2 separate regions of the Zea mays genome follow, and region 1 is linked to region 2. Evidence: chromatin contacts called from public Hi-C data. All regions are on one chromosome and are shown on one strand. Each heading gives the region's core, a stretch centred on a gene start, on an enhancer-like site or on the middle of the called end of the contact. The rest is flanking DNA. Distances are from core to core; before and after follow the strand shown. Region 1 overlaps LOC100283598. Region 2 has its middle 16 kb from the start of LOC103630414.

What was found. A called contact is a pair of places that touch in the nucleus more often than the background predicts.
Region 1: a Hi-C map of bundle sheath shows a contact between it and region 2, with 5 times the contacts expected there. The contact joins two enhancer-like sites. A contact is called at or near these places in 2 of 25 Hi-C or Micro-C datasets (bundle sheath and root tip).

The regions. Positions count from the first base shown.
Region 1 is chr6:161,425,334-161,431,878 of Zm-B73-REFERENCE-NAM-5.0, forward strand. It overlaps LOC100283598, which reads right to left. Exons shown (of 5, transcript NM_001371952.1): 5 at 5,219-6,027. The coding sequence ends at 5,488. Among protein-coding and RNA genes, the nearest start is that of LOC100283598, 6.1 kb to the right of the region's middle. Within about 2 kb of position 3,523, at least 19 of the 20 cell types and tissues checked have an H3K27ac peak or open chromatin away from gene starts, as enhancers often do. A contact at or near this core is called in bundle sheath, where this site is marked.
Region 2 is chr6:161,233,248-161,240,707 of Zm-B73-REFERENCE-NAM-5.0, forward strand. It overlaps a transcript of LOC103630414 not described here. Among protein-coding and RNA genes, the nearest start is that of LOC103630414, 16 kb to the left of the region's middle. Within about 2 kb of position 2,469, at least 14 of the 20 cell types and tissues checked have an H3K27ac peak or open chromatin away from gene starts, as enhancers often do. A contact at or near this core is called in bundle sheath, where this site is marked.

The DNA of each region.
Region 1 (6,545 bases), core at 2,273-4,772, 190 kb after region 2:
GATTAATTTGTCTCCGGAAAGGCTACGCGAGGGTTTGGCCGCGCCCACGGACATTTCATCTCTCGGATCATGCATGATTAGAACGAAAAAACACATGAGAGCTTTCGATGATCCGTCGTCGACGTTTGCGTGCAATATCTAAGCACAAGATTTAGGAATAATTTGGAAACCTTATTTTTCAAAGTGATTTCTATTTTCTCAAAAAAAATTATTTTTCCTTAGAAAAATAGAGTTCACAAACTAGCCCTTATCATAAAAAATGAAGAGATGTCCAATTGTTTTTGCCTTCCATGCACGAACAAGGCAAATTAATAATTAAAGGTAAAGGTAATCGCTACCGAACACAACAGGGTGGTGGCAAAGTTAGCACTTTTCGTCGTATGCATGGAATGGTGGGAGAGGGAGACAAGTAAGCAGGGGCTCTCGCCATTGTTTATTTTCGTTGCATCGCGGCATGCGACACTTCAAACGTCAAAACTGGCAGGTTTTCAGCACCGACAAATAAATAAATATATATAAAAAACGACCATTTACATTCCTTTTTTTTTTTGACAACGCTAGCGGCTAGTCCATATGCTCGAGCGAGCGTGCATTCGTCTCTGACAATGAAATGTCCAAGACTTGCACACACGGCTAAGTCGTCTGAAGTCAACCCGCGCCTTCAAGCTATGAATGGGAAATAGACAATTCTGAGCTGATTAGATTCATTACGATGGAACTCTTCTTTTATGGTAGACGACGTGCGCATCAATAATAATAAGATGTCTATGTTGACTTCATCAAAATCAAAATTTGAGCACAAGATAAGGTACAAGATTTTTTTTTGGTGCAATCACTGCTACAGAAACATCAATCACCCAATAATCACTATTGGTTTTTTGAACTGTTAAGCATATCCACTTCTAGCAATGCTTCAAACTGGTGTCTCAAATTAAAATATAGGGACTCTCTACATACGCAACAAAAACTGCTCCAACGTTATCTTATTTTATAAAATTTGGTCACAAATTATATGACACCCTTTCAATTGCCTCAAATGACACTGTTATATAATCAATATATGTGGGGGCTTTATTGTTGGAGCAGAATATTTTGTTGATACCCTAAATGTAATAAAATTTACTTATTTTAAAATTATAGGCCGTTTTTATAGATCATATTGTTGTAGATGCTCAATGGACAAGCGGTAGTGATTCTGTGCCCATTTTAACTGGCGGTGTACGACCTTTGGTTGCAAATTCGTTCTATACTTCTATATAGCGAAACACCCTATATAGAATGTCATTCCAAAATCCATGGCATTGTCGCGACGACTGTTTTTTTCCCTAAGAAAGTCTGCATATCAGCTAATTCTTCTTTGACTTATATGTACAGATTTCTAAGGTCATGTTTGGTTTCTTTAGGGGGTGTTTGGTTAGAGGGATTAAAGATTAGTCTCTAGTTTTTAGTCACATTTAGTCCCTTTTTTGCCAAACACTAGGACTAAAATATAGACTAAAATGATTTAGTCTTTAGTCTTCACATAGGTGCTAAAAGAGACTAAAAGCCCACATGAATGTATTCTGAGGGCATTTAAGTCTTTGGACAATGTATTTAATGACTTTAGAATCTATTTAGGGTCTGTTTGGTTGGGCTGTGGCTGTGAAAAAAGTTGCTGTGGGCTGTGAGCTGTGGAAAAAGCTGCTGTAGGCTGTAAGCTGTTAAAAAGCTAAAAATTGTTTAGTGAAAATCACTAAAAGTCGTTAAAAATTCTTCGATATATGTTTTCACAATTCCATCCGAAAGCCACTAAAAGCAGATCCAGGGGTGCTTTCAGATTTGCACTGCGAGAAAGTCAGCTTTTAGAAAAAGCTGCTTCCTGAATCCAGCCCTTTGCTTGGCTTTTGGCTTTTAGGGGGGCAAAAGCCAAAGCCAAAAGTCAAACCAAACACACCCTTAGTCCCTATAACCAAACAAGTAGGGACTAAAGTTTAGTCTTAGAACTAAAGTTTAGTTCTAGGACTAATTGAAACCAAACATGGCCTTAGTCTAGGGACTAAAGTTTAGTTAGGGTACTAAAGTTTAGTCCCTAACATGTTTTGTTCTAAGGGCTAAAAATAGTAAAAATATACTAAATGACTCATAGGGTCTGTTTGGTTGGGCTGTGGCTGTGAAAAAAGTTGTTGTGAGCTGTGAGCTGTGAAAAAAGCTGCTGTAGGCTGTAAGCTGTTAAAAACCTAAAAACCGTTTGGTGGAAACCACTAAAAGTCGTTAAATTTTTTTCGATATATGTTTTTACAGTTTCATCTGAAAAGCCACTAAAAGCTGGTCCAGGGGTGCTTTCAAATTTGCACTACGAGAAAGTCGGCTTTTAGAAAAAGCTGCTTCCTAGATCCAGCCCTTTGGTTAGCTTTTGGCTTTTAGGGGGGCAAAAGCAAAAGCCAAAAGTCAAACCAAACACACCCATAATAAGATTAAAATAGTCTTTAACATTCTCTTGCTATTAGTACAAATGTACAATTGAACTAAATGAGGGGTAAATGTGGAATTAATATGATTTAATCCTTTTAGCACATATGTGAAGGACTAAAGACTAAATCATTTTAGTTAATATTTTAGTCCTAGTGTTTGGAAAAAAAAGGGACTAAATGAGACTAAAAACTAGAGACTAATCTTTAGTCCCTCTAACTAAACACCCCCTAAATATGTTATAGAATTACAGGAAAACGTTATGTGTCATGTACTAAACTGGGACGGGTTGTTTGAAAATCATGAATACTACTGCTTTAGATAACGTCCATTTGGATCGTGATATCAACAACGCGGCACCAAATTGTTCAGGGGCCACTGAACTACTCCGTACTATACAAGACAAATACCACGCCGCCACTCTCGTCGCCTACCACGTCACACCGGCAGTACTGCAGTTAAACTCGCTAGCGATCCTTTCATTAGAAGCTTCTAGAACAAATCGATAATTTCATTAGCTACTAGTATTTGATTATTCTTCAGATTCAGAGCAGGGATGTGGAGGCAGAGGCTAATATACCGACGACACGTAATAATAGAATAGATGGTGGCTCTGTCTGAGTCTGAGGCAGCGACAGAGGAGGTCAACCCAACTCGCAGCGCCGCCTCCGGTACAGTACAGGGCTAGAGCTAGCGACAGGTCGACCGTGTATCACGTTCAACGCCAGGCCAGCTCATCGTTCAAACCACATCAGCTACGATGTCAGGTCTCAGATGGACCACAGACGGACGGCATCGACACGTTCGTTCGTCGATGCACGATGCGGAACGCAAGAAACAAAAGAGCCGTCAGGTCAGGTCGGTCAACACGTCAGAGCCGCATGTTTTCCTGCTTTTGCATCGCATTCTCCGACGTGGCAAGATTGGACAACGAAGTGGCACGAGCAAGGTAGTAGCTGTCATGGAATGAATGATCCGCAGTACCAAATAAAGTCTCTCGCTCCAGTCAGCATGAACGACGAAGAAAACGCGTCAGGAATGGTGAAAATTAAAGGAGTGTGGTGTGGCTGGCATGTGGCGGCCGCGCGCAAGGATCTTACGTACGGTAACCTGGAAAGTACATATACACCCTCACAGTCGGGAACCCAGCGTTTGCTTAGCACTGCAATTAGTAGAGCCTGCGTTTTTGTTTGTCTATTGATTAACGGAAGGCAAGGTGAATGGTTCACGTACGTATAATAATAAACCGCTCGAGTGATTCCAACCAATTCCGTTCTACTCCCACTTTGCCATGCAGTCAACGAACAAGAGCAAAGCAACAGATCTGCCCGCCCGACTATACTTACTGCCCCCGCCGGTGGACTTGGTCACTTGGCCGACGACGTACGTGCTTCAGGTCAGCAAGTGGTAGTCACTTTCAGAACATGCTGCAGCTTTGCTTGCCAGAATGATTAAAAGCGCAAGCTTTCCAGCTGCACATGAATCCAATGAAAACAACCAACCAACCATTCATTGCAAGGGCCAAGGATCCTTTTGCTGGCGTGATCGCCGAGTCGGAGGCATTATCGACAGGTTTGCCAACATCAGCGCAGCAGGCTTCAAGCTCCAGTCCCTTCGCAGTAGTCAGAATCCACAAGACCAGCAGAACACCACTAAGCTAGAAACAAGAGCCAATTCTAGAAGCAAACAAACAGTTCTTCGTACGTGCTTGCAACCACATTGCGCGGACGGGCGGATGCTCTGAACTGCTTCAAATGATTGTTCTGGCGTTCACTCAAGATCACGCGGTTTACGAGACCTAACTGCGATCCAGCTTCTCTAGGAAAACGCTTTCCAGAGAAACCCGCACAACCAGAGGACTCGTTGCCTAAATCTAGCAAAACAGCATTAATTAATAATCACTGTGCATAATGACTATACTACCTTAAATAAATGTATGCAGGTGCTGGTTCGGTGTGTTCACACCAGCTGAACAAACGCCATGGTGCCTGCTCACGCGTATTAATTGATGTTACTGCTATTTTGGTTCGTGGCTAATTGTGCTAAACTTTATTTAAAGTTAGTCGTCGTCCGAATTATAGAACTAATCTTAGACAAAAAAAAATTAGAAAAAGTGTGTCAAGTTTGACAACAAACCAAACATAACATTAGTTCTTTTTAGTCACCCTTTTAGTAATTAGAGGACTGAACTTTAGTTCGAGGTTTTAGTAGCCCTATTTACTTCTTTAGGAATTAAAAGTGACTAGTTTAGTCACTTCAGACCAAACGAAGCCGGAGTATGCTTTGACCTTTTAGTACAAATAGAGATTGTGGGAATAAACATAGTTAGAATAAGCTGCAAAAAATGGCTACCCACCTTATTTTGAGGTACGAAAATAAGGCTATCTCGAGCAGATCATGAATGTGGCTACGCATGCGGAAATTGAGTAAAGAAATGGACATCGTTTAGCGTCCAGTAAATCATACGTGCAGTTGCGCAAACTCCACGTCTCCCTGAAACCGTAGAAACTGGTGTTTTATATAGTAGAGATAGTTAAATTAATATTTAAAATTGTACGCCGAGTAAAAATTTGGGGTCATCCCCGACGGGGACGGGTTCGGATGCTTTAAAATTGCATCCACGGTGCTATCACTGGTGAGTTTAGATAAACATCACATGTGCGATCACGAGCAATTTTTTTGCTTCACTCCCTGACAAGGGTTCGGATGCTTTAAAATTGCATCCATTCCTATAAAGAGCTAGGCCAGATGCTTTTTCACATTACGCATTCTCAAAGAAACAGCCCAATAAGAATTGAAGTTGATGAGGATCCTGCATTTGCAATTTACAGGCACACGAACATGCCGGCAACAATGGGGGCAGATTCTCTGACTAAAAATAACTGTCCATACATGACAACTGACAAGGGTCGGTAACAAAAACCCAATCAAGGCAGCCAAAGCCAAAACACCTGGGTGTGTGTCACCACCACCACGAGTCAAATGGCCTCGCTATCCGAACCGCTCGCACATGTTTCCTGGATGCACAGACACAGTTCGCTAGCGAGTCTCTTCTAGAGATGGACGTGCAGCGTCCGCGGCGAACACGCTGCTACGTCCAATCACATCTGACGCGCTCCTCGTAAGCACAGCCGACATGTCCCAGTTCCCGCTTCGCCGGTCCCAGCTCGAGTGCCGCACCCTCACGTCAGTACCCCCGACCGCAGGGATCTGGGACTCCGAGCACGCCACAGCAGGTCTGGCACTGGCCGTGCCTTCCACCTCGCTGCTGCGACTGCGACGGCCTCCCGTTTCTGCATCGACGTCCTCGTAGTTGCGCCGCTGAGAGATCTTCAGAAGATCGGTACCAATTTCAAGATCGTCCTCAACTTTCGGCCGAGGCCCGCCGACCGGTTCCTCATCGACCTCCCTGCCGAAGCTAACCGTTGGAGGCCGCACTTCCTCTTGCGCGTAGGCCCGGAACTTGTGTTTAGAAGGTTTTGTCTTGCTGCAGAAGACTTGTAGAAAGTTATTCAGACATCCTTGGCTATAGATGTTAGGCCTGCTGTCTGATCTGTATCGGAAATTCTCGTACGTGGTCTGCAAAAAATCAGAGCGTCAGAACAGAAAACTGCAGAGTTGCTTCATTCATTATGAAACTAGTATCAAGGTTGGACACATAACCAAGCACTCTATGGATATAGATATAGACTTGTTGCCAAGGTGAGAATGATAGCAGTAAGCCCAGCAAGGTCGACATGCTGATGAATGGCACCACTGGGAGAAGATTTCTATTCTTAATTGCTATGAACTGGAAGGACAAGATCCAACCCGCCGAAGCAGAAGGGTTGCTGTCCAAGTGTTCATATGTGGAGGACGCAGTTGAGTCTGGGAAATGGTCGAATTTAGCTTCTCTTGGTGTTTCATGAAAGATATATGAGGGGCACGGAGTTTGTTTTATCCTTACTAGCTGGTTTTTCAATCTGTTTCCTGGGGTACTGACAGGAGGGTGTAATTCACCTGGATGCTGTAAACATTGTTTGTCTTGATTAAGGCAGGAGCTTGGCCCTATAACCCCCACCGCTACCACCACCACAAAAAGACTAGTAACCAAAATC
Region 2 (7,460 bases), core at 1,219-3,718:
ATATTTAATGATTTGAGTTTCTGTTTCAGTTAGAGATTTCTAGCATGGCTGACACAAGTAACCATGGATCCCTCATTGATGAATGGTTGCCGACCCTACACCAAGCCCAAAGAACTCTCATGTCATGCTGAATGAAAAATTCAGCTCTCGCTCAATATCTGGTCTTTTTAGTGAACATGGAACCAATAAGCCCAACAATCAATCTGAAAAAGCAGAGAAGTTGTGAATTCTGCTTTTCTTTACAATAAAATGGTATGTGATATTTCCTTAATTGATTTCTTGTGCTCTCAAGATTTATTTGTTACACTGTTATCCAATGTTGAAATAACTCATAATTAGAGCAAGCACTAAAGACTTTCATACTGCAATTTTCAGACATGAATTTGGTACACTATGGAAGAAATTAATTGGTTATGATTTATTTTGTTTAATTGTTATTCACAGTGATTTGATATATGGAAACATTTGCACGATTTTGTCTACGTTTGCATACACCTATTATATTCATACTTCTCACTAACGATGATGAAAATTTGGTCTTCCACCTTTTCCTTTCTAATATTTCTGTCTATAGGGGATATAACAGCTTTAAGCACAATGAGAAATGAGTCCATCATTAGTGAGATCCAAGCCCAGCTAAAGCACAAGAATGTCACAGTGGATGTCAAAGCAAATTCAGACCCTCATGTAAGTTTCTTCTAAATTTGTTCATGTCTTATTCAAGCCTTCTTATGTTAAGGTTCTTGTTTAACTGCCTGGAATTAAATAAATTGTTCTATGCATATGATTGATTTTAGATTAGTCCTATTCAGCTCTCAACTACAGTCACAGTCGAGGAACTTGGTTTACCAGGCTTGAAAAACATAATGGCCATTTCTTATCCACATCAAGCATTTGGGAGGGTATGCTTCTTCACCTTTTCTAGATTGGTTGAATATCTATTTCATTGTAGATCTCAGTGCTGCTATGACCTTGTAAGTTGTTTCTACTAGCCAGTTCATAGTAAATCCTTCAACAAACTGCTGCAGGAGGCTTCCACATGAATGGGGTTGAAGGGACATTTCGAGGCAAGCCTTGTGAGGTCGCTTCAAACCCGAGACTTTAGTGGACAACTCTCCTCACCGCATGAGGTCTGCTAGCATATCTTAAATGTTTTATGTTTTTTTACCTGTTGGGCAGTTAACTTGCATGTTGAAAGCTGTTACCTTCAATGATTTTTTATATTAGCGCATAATGCATGAATTTTGTGGCTTTTTGGTGTGCAAAGTGATTCGATCACTAACACTCCTTCAGGAACGACAAAGGGGACAACCTCACTGCGTCCTACCTCCTACCATTTGGCGAACACAGAGAAGGACACAACTGTTGGTATGGAGGTGACCCGCAACTTCTCAACCAAGGCGAGCATAGTCACCTTTGGGACATGTCATGCACTAGACCCTACCACCACTATGAAGGCGTGCAACTAATTTTTAGAAAAGTGTATTGATTCAAAGTATGTTTAGCTGTAGTTTATATCTTTCTACCTCCTCTTGTAGATAGAGTTAGATTGCATCACATATCTTCTCTTGTATTCCCAAATGCAAAGTAATATTGGTTCCATCTCTATTGGGTAATGGATAGATGATCGGTTTGTGCCATATCTTAAGAAAACAAAATATATGTGAGTTGTGGTGGGGCTTGTGTTTTTGGCTGATCACGTCCCCTCTTTTCTTTTTCTGATCATGTCAATGAATTTATGTGTCAATTTGAATTGTCTTTTTTTTAAAGATCCAATATGTTCTGGTATCTAAAAAAGATTTGTTAGATTGCAAGCATCTGTTGCAAGGTCATTTAGGCCTCAAACAGATTTTTTTTGAGGGAATAAGGCACATCTTAAGATCTGATTGTGTTGTTGATTTCGGTTTCATGCGAGTAGAGATTTTGTGCCGTCGCAACGCACGGGCATATCCCTAGTATATATATATGCTCTAAAGTAGTCATACTACTCTTTTTTTTATTTTTGTTAACTTTCTAGCTCTTGGCCGATCGAGGACCTATCTACATATGCTGTAAAATAGTACAGTCATTACATTGTTGAGCATTATTATCTGAAAAAGGTGTGACGCAAGTGATGAAAGAAACCGACACGAACCGTACTTGCAAATGCCGTGGCAGCTCATCCATGCATACAGGTTGCTATCATACATGAACTGATGAACATAACGGACCTGCAGTCTCCATATCCAGTTCAGATCTCCGACCCGAGCAGTGACTCTCTGACTGTACGCACGACAGAAGACTGAAGACCGGCAGAGATCAGACTATCAGAAATCACTCTTGTTCTCCTGAGTTTTGCTGCGATTGATCCCCCCATCTACACGCGGTTTAGCCTCCACAGTTTTTCTTAGGTCACCATCACCATGACATGCTACGACCTGGGGGGTCATTCGCCGCCGGTGCGAGTACTCTTTCCTCCTGGGTCCAGGTCAATGCCTGCCGCCACGGCCCCGTCAAGACGAGCCAGTGCGCGTGTGCTGATCTGAGGACAGAGGAGAGCAGCCGCGTCACCATCGAGGTCAGACTACTCGTTCCGTGTGCCAGATGCCCAGAGTCGTGCGTTCTATTGGGTCGCCGTAGAAAACTACATTTTAGTTTAAAATGTAGTTTTAATTTATCACAATTTCTATAGTTATAGGCTGTAATTTTATATTTGAGAACGAAAAACTCGTTAGACAAAGTTATAAAAGTAGTGAAATATATTCTATGTTATATAAAAAACAAACAACTATTTCTATAGATAGATAATAACAAACTTTAAATATATTATAGCACAAAACTAACAACAAAACAATTTGTTCGTTTTGATTAAAGCCGGCTATTTTGACTGATGTAATTCATAGAGACAAAAAACATTGTAGAAGTAGTAGAAGCTGAGACGGATTAAAGTCAAGTGAACATGCTAGCTAGTCTATTAGTGCTACTCATCACCGCTAATCATTGAGCTTGCATTCGAGAAAATCCAGTTGCCTCGTACGTGTGCTCATCTCTACTACTTTAAAGTACGAGTTTCTTGCGTGCGTCAAATACAAATGGCTTAGATTTGTTTTCTCTTCCACGCACATGTCTCGTCTAACAATCGGTTCATTACCTCACAGATGGGCCTAAGAAAATATCCAATCCCAATATGGTATGAAGCCACACGTAGCGCCACTCTCATATAGCACCACCTCGCTATAGCTAGCCAGCTAAACGAGTACGAGTGATATCGATCGAGCTAAAAAAAGATAGATATGATTTTCAACCCATACTTTTTTGGCCTTTTGTCTAAGATAAAATACAATATCTGCAGTTAAATATTTGATATACGCGTCATATATCAACTTTAATATTTTTTTTGTAAAGGGTCCACTTTAATCTAAAACTTATTTTTTTATAGAGTGTGCCTATCACACTAGCTTACCAATATACCTCGGGTATCATACACCTATTGCAGTATACCTTCAAATATGATTGATATAACGTTGCAACGCAAGGTATTGCACTAGTTGCACCTTAGCTCGAGCATTCGTAGGCGCACTAGCTTTTCTAGCACAAAGCGACGCACAAACTCAAGCAGAGTTAGTAGTAAACAAATGTTTATTTTCACACAACAAATGGCCGTGTGATATACTACCAATGGGATCCGATAATTAACTGCATACATCATATACTCAAGCTATGTTAGAAGGTGTTTGGTTTATAGAAATAATTTTTAGTTTATCTATTTTATTTTATTTTAGTTCCTAATTTACAAGTAATATTGATTTTGCGTGGAAGGGGTCAAGTCGACCTGCCGCAGCAGCGAGCCAGCGAAGGCTTCTAAATTTAGCCGGGCCAAACAAAACGCACGAGTCCAAGGAGGCTTCAAGCAAAAAGCCTCAAATCCCGGGAAGGCCGCGTCTGCTTCCTGCTACCTTCCTAGTTTTTCTTCGGCACCTCTCTGGCCGGCTGGCCCCCTCTCCCAACACGCCGTCGCCTCCTATATTTAAGCACGCACACCGTCCAAAGCCGGGGGCCTCACGCTATTTTGCGACCGCTAGCTACGCCTCGATCGACCTTCGTCCGTCCTCTCCTCGTCATCGTCTTCGATCCATCATCATCTGGTTCGTCGGCGGACGGCTATGTTCCCGGCCGGGGCGGTGGAGGCGGAGTCTACGGCCGGGTCTTGTACGGTGGCGCCGGCAGACACTGACCAGCTAGACCTGGAAGCCGCGGAGCAGCTCATCCAGCTGAGCGGGGGCGACGGCGACGGTGCCGCCGCCGCCGCCGCCGTCTCGGAGAGCAGGAGCGCGGACAGCGTCAAGTGCCAGAGGAAGGAGAAGGAGGCGGCGGTGGAGAGCCGCAGGAGGAGCGCCGGAAGGATTCCTCCTCCTGCCGCTGGGGGGAAGGATGGCAACCGCGGCAGCGAGTCAGGTGTCAAGGGCGTGGACAGCTCCGCGTGCAGCGCCACGGCGGCCGACGTGGTGGCGGAGGATAATAAGGTTGTAGTGGTGGAAAGCTGTCGGAGGGGCGCTGATCAACGGCTTCCCGCGGGGAAGGATCGCAACGGCGGCTTCGTCCACGGAGAGGCGAGGAAGAGGCCGAGGTTTCGGTCACTGGCAGCCATTTACAGTGACACGGAACCGAGACGGCTTACGGCCGGTGGCGGCGAGCGCCACGCGGATCGTGATCCACATCCACCGGAGGAGGAGGAAGGGGAAAAAAGAGAGGCTCGCCGGGTGATTGCCGTTGATGCCGAGGCGAGCAAGGCGAGACGATCGGTACAATTAGCTCATAGGTCTATGTAAGTTAGGATTTATTTTTTTTTGCAGGTCAAGAATTGCATAGAGGCGTAGATCATATAGCGTAGATAGATGGCACTGGTAGCCATGCCGATGAAGAGCTTTTGTGCTCAACTAGAACAAAATTAAAGAGGATGCATTTAGTCTTGTGGGTGTATAAACTAGAGGTGTATATATGGTGAGATTTTAATTAAAGCTATATAATTTGTGTTTTTTTGGGTGCATTTGCACCCTAAAAACAACCTAGCTCCACGCTTGCTGCGCAAATCAAACGTTCGCCGCCTCGTCAGTCAGGATAGAAGGCATTGTTGGAGGCCTTCGGCTTCCGAAGGTCCTAAAAACATGATTTAACAATGTTTCTGGAGTATAATGCGTGGACAGATATCTTCGGATTCGAATCAGTACCACAGTGGGAGAAGCACAAAAAATACGAAGGTTGATGCAGCGCCGAAGCTGTGAGCAGGAGAGCTTCGGCATGATAGCAGAAAAGGAAACCAACTTAAAGATGAAAAGATCATCTAGACCTCGATGGATTACTATAGAGTTATTTGTGGATGTAAAGGGCATGGGTGTAATTTTACATGGGTTGCGTCTCGTGCCTATAAATAGATGAATAGTGCTCCCGTACTGTTGACGCTGACTTAGCATTTGCCTTTGCGTCACACTTGTACTCTTACCTTCTTTCAAGCCGAAGGTACACTTGTAATTTGATATCATTTCTATTTTTCCTTAGTAATAAAATATAAATGAGATAATGATAATGCATGACTGTTTATATTATCTTTTATTTTCTGCATGATTCTTTCTTCATTATTATATGTCGTGACTTATGAAGGTATGACCTTCATAACCTTCGTCCGATGGTCATTATATCCTAAGGAAAATAATGCTTCGAAGGACGAAGGACTTTAACGTTTAATATTCTCCGTGTTGCCTTGTTCTTGACTCATAGCATTTGAGAACAAGTCCCCAACATTGGCGCCCACCTCCGGTGAACCCTTTTCGACCACCTTCGGCAAGCATCGACCTTCGTCATGACGCCAAAGAAAGCTTCAGCAACAGGGGTTGCCGCTCTGCAGCCGCTGGACCCGAACCAGGAGACCCTTTCTCTTCGGGAGGCCCGAAGCCAGAAGAGGAAGGCCACCAGTCCAACGCCTCAGGAGGATGACTTGGACCAAGAGATCAGGAATATGGAGATGCTTCATCAGCAAGTGCAAAGGAAGAAGGAAAAGATGGCTCGGCTAGCTGACCTGCAAAGGCAGATAGACGAAGCCTCTGAAGAAGTTCGTCATCTTGCTCAAGATGAGCAAAACCGAAGGCCTCAGCACAAAGAGCTTCACCAAGAGAGCTTCGTCAACGAGGATGACTGGTATGAGGATTTCTATCATGGAAATTTTGCCTTTGATGATGCTTCTCCTTTGTCAGCAGAACTGCAGGCTACACCTTGGCCCCCGTCTTACAAACCACCTCAGCTCCCCATGTATGATGGACACTCAGATCCGAAGCAATTCCTGATGAGCTACGAAGCAACCATATCTTCATATGGTGGCAATACTGCAGTCATGGCGAAATCCTTCGTCATGACAGTAAAAAATGTTGCACAAACCTGATACTCCTCTCTTCGGCCAGGAACAATCACATCATGGCAAAAGCTGAAGGACATGCTTATCACCAGTTTCCAAGGGTTTCAGACGAAGCCGATCACTGCTCAAGCTTTGTTCCAGTGCACCCAGGATCACGAAGAATACCTTCAGGTGTATGTCCGAAGGTTCTTACGACTGAGGGCACAGGCGCCAACGGTGCCCAATGAAATTGTCATTGAGGCCATGATTAAGGGGCTTCGGCTAGGACCTACAGCCCAATACTTCGCCAAGAAACCCCCTCAGACCCTGGAGAAACTGCTTCAGAAGATGGATGAATACATCCGCGCTGATAATGACTTTCGACAGAGAAGGGAGGAAGCTTACAAGTTCTCTGAAATGACCAGGGGCTTTGGAGGGAGAGTCCACCCTAGGCACGTCAGATCAATTCATTCCACTCAGAATGACGACAGGGGAAGTCAGCAACAGAGGCCGCAATATTCTTCCCAGGCTTCGGGGCAGCAACAGAGCTATCCTCGGCCCCCAGCTCCAAGGGGCAGAGGCGCCAGGGGCTTCGGAGGAAGGTTTGGGGATCAGCCCAGGAAAATTTATTGCCTATTCTGCGGTGAGGACAAGGGCCATACTACCAGGATGTGCCATGTCACCATCCAGAAACAGAAAGAGATAGCAGAAGCTGCAGCCCAACAGAGCCAGCCGAAGCAAGTTATGCATACTGCTTCATACCACTCACCGTACATTCCAGAGTATGTGGGTAACCATCCTGCAGCTTTTGTTTCTTCGGCAAGCCAACCTCAGGCATCTTGGCAACAGCTTCCACCTCCACCACCAATACAACGAGGCCAGCAGCCAGAAGGGAGCCAGCACACTCATCAGCAACGAAACTTCAGAGAGGAGTCCGAAGCTCGCACAGTCAACAGTACTATGCCAGAGTCGAAGCACATCTACTAGAAGATATCCTACTTCTGAAATAGCTCTTGCATTCGTTATCATTTTTATTTTTTAATAAGGAACAATCATTGAAAGCCTAAGTTTTCCTTGTCGTTTTCAATTTCTTGTA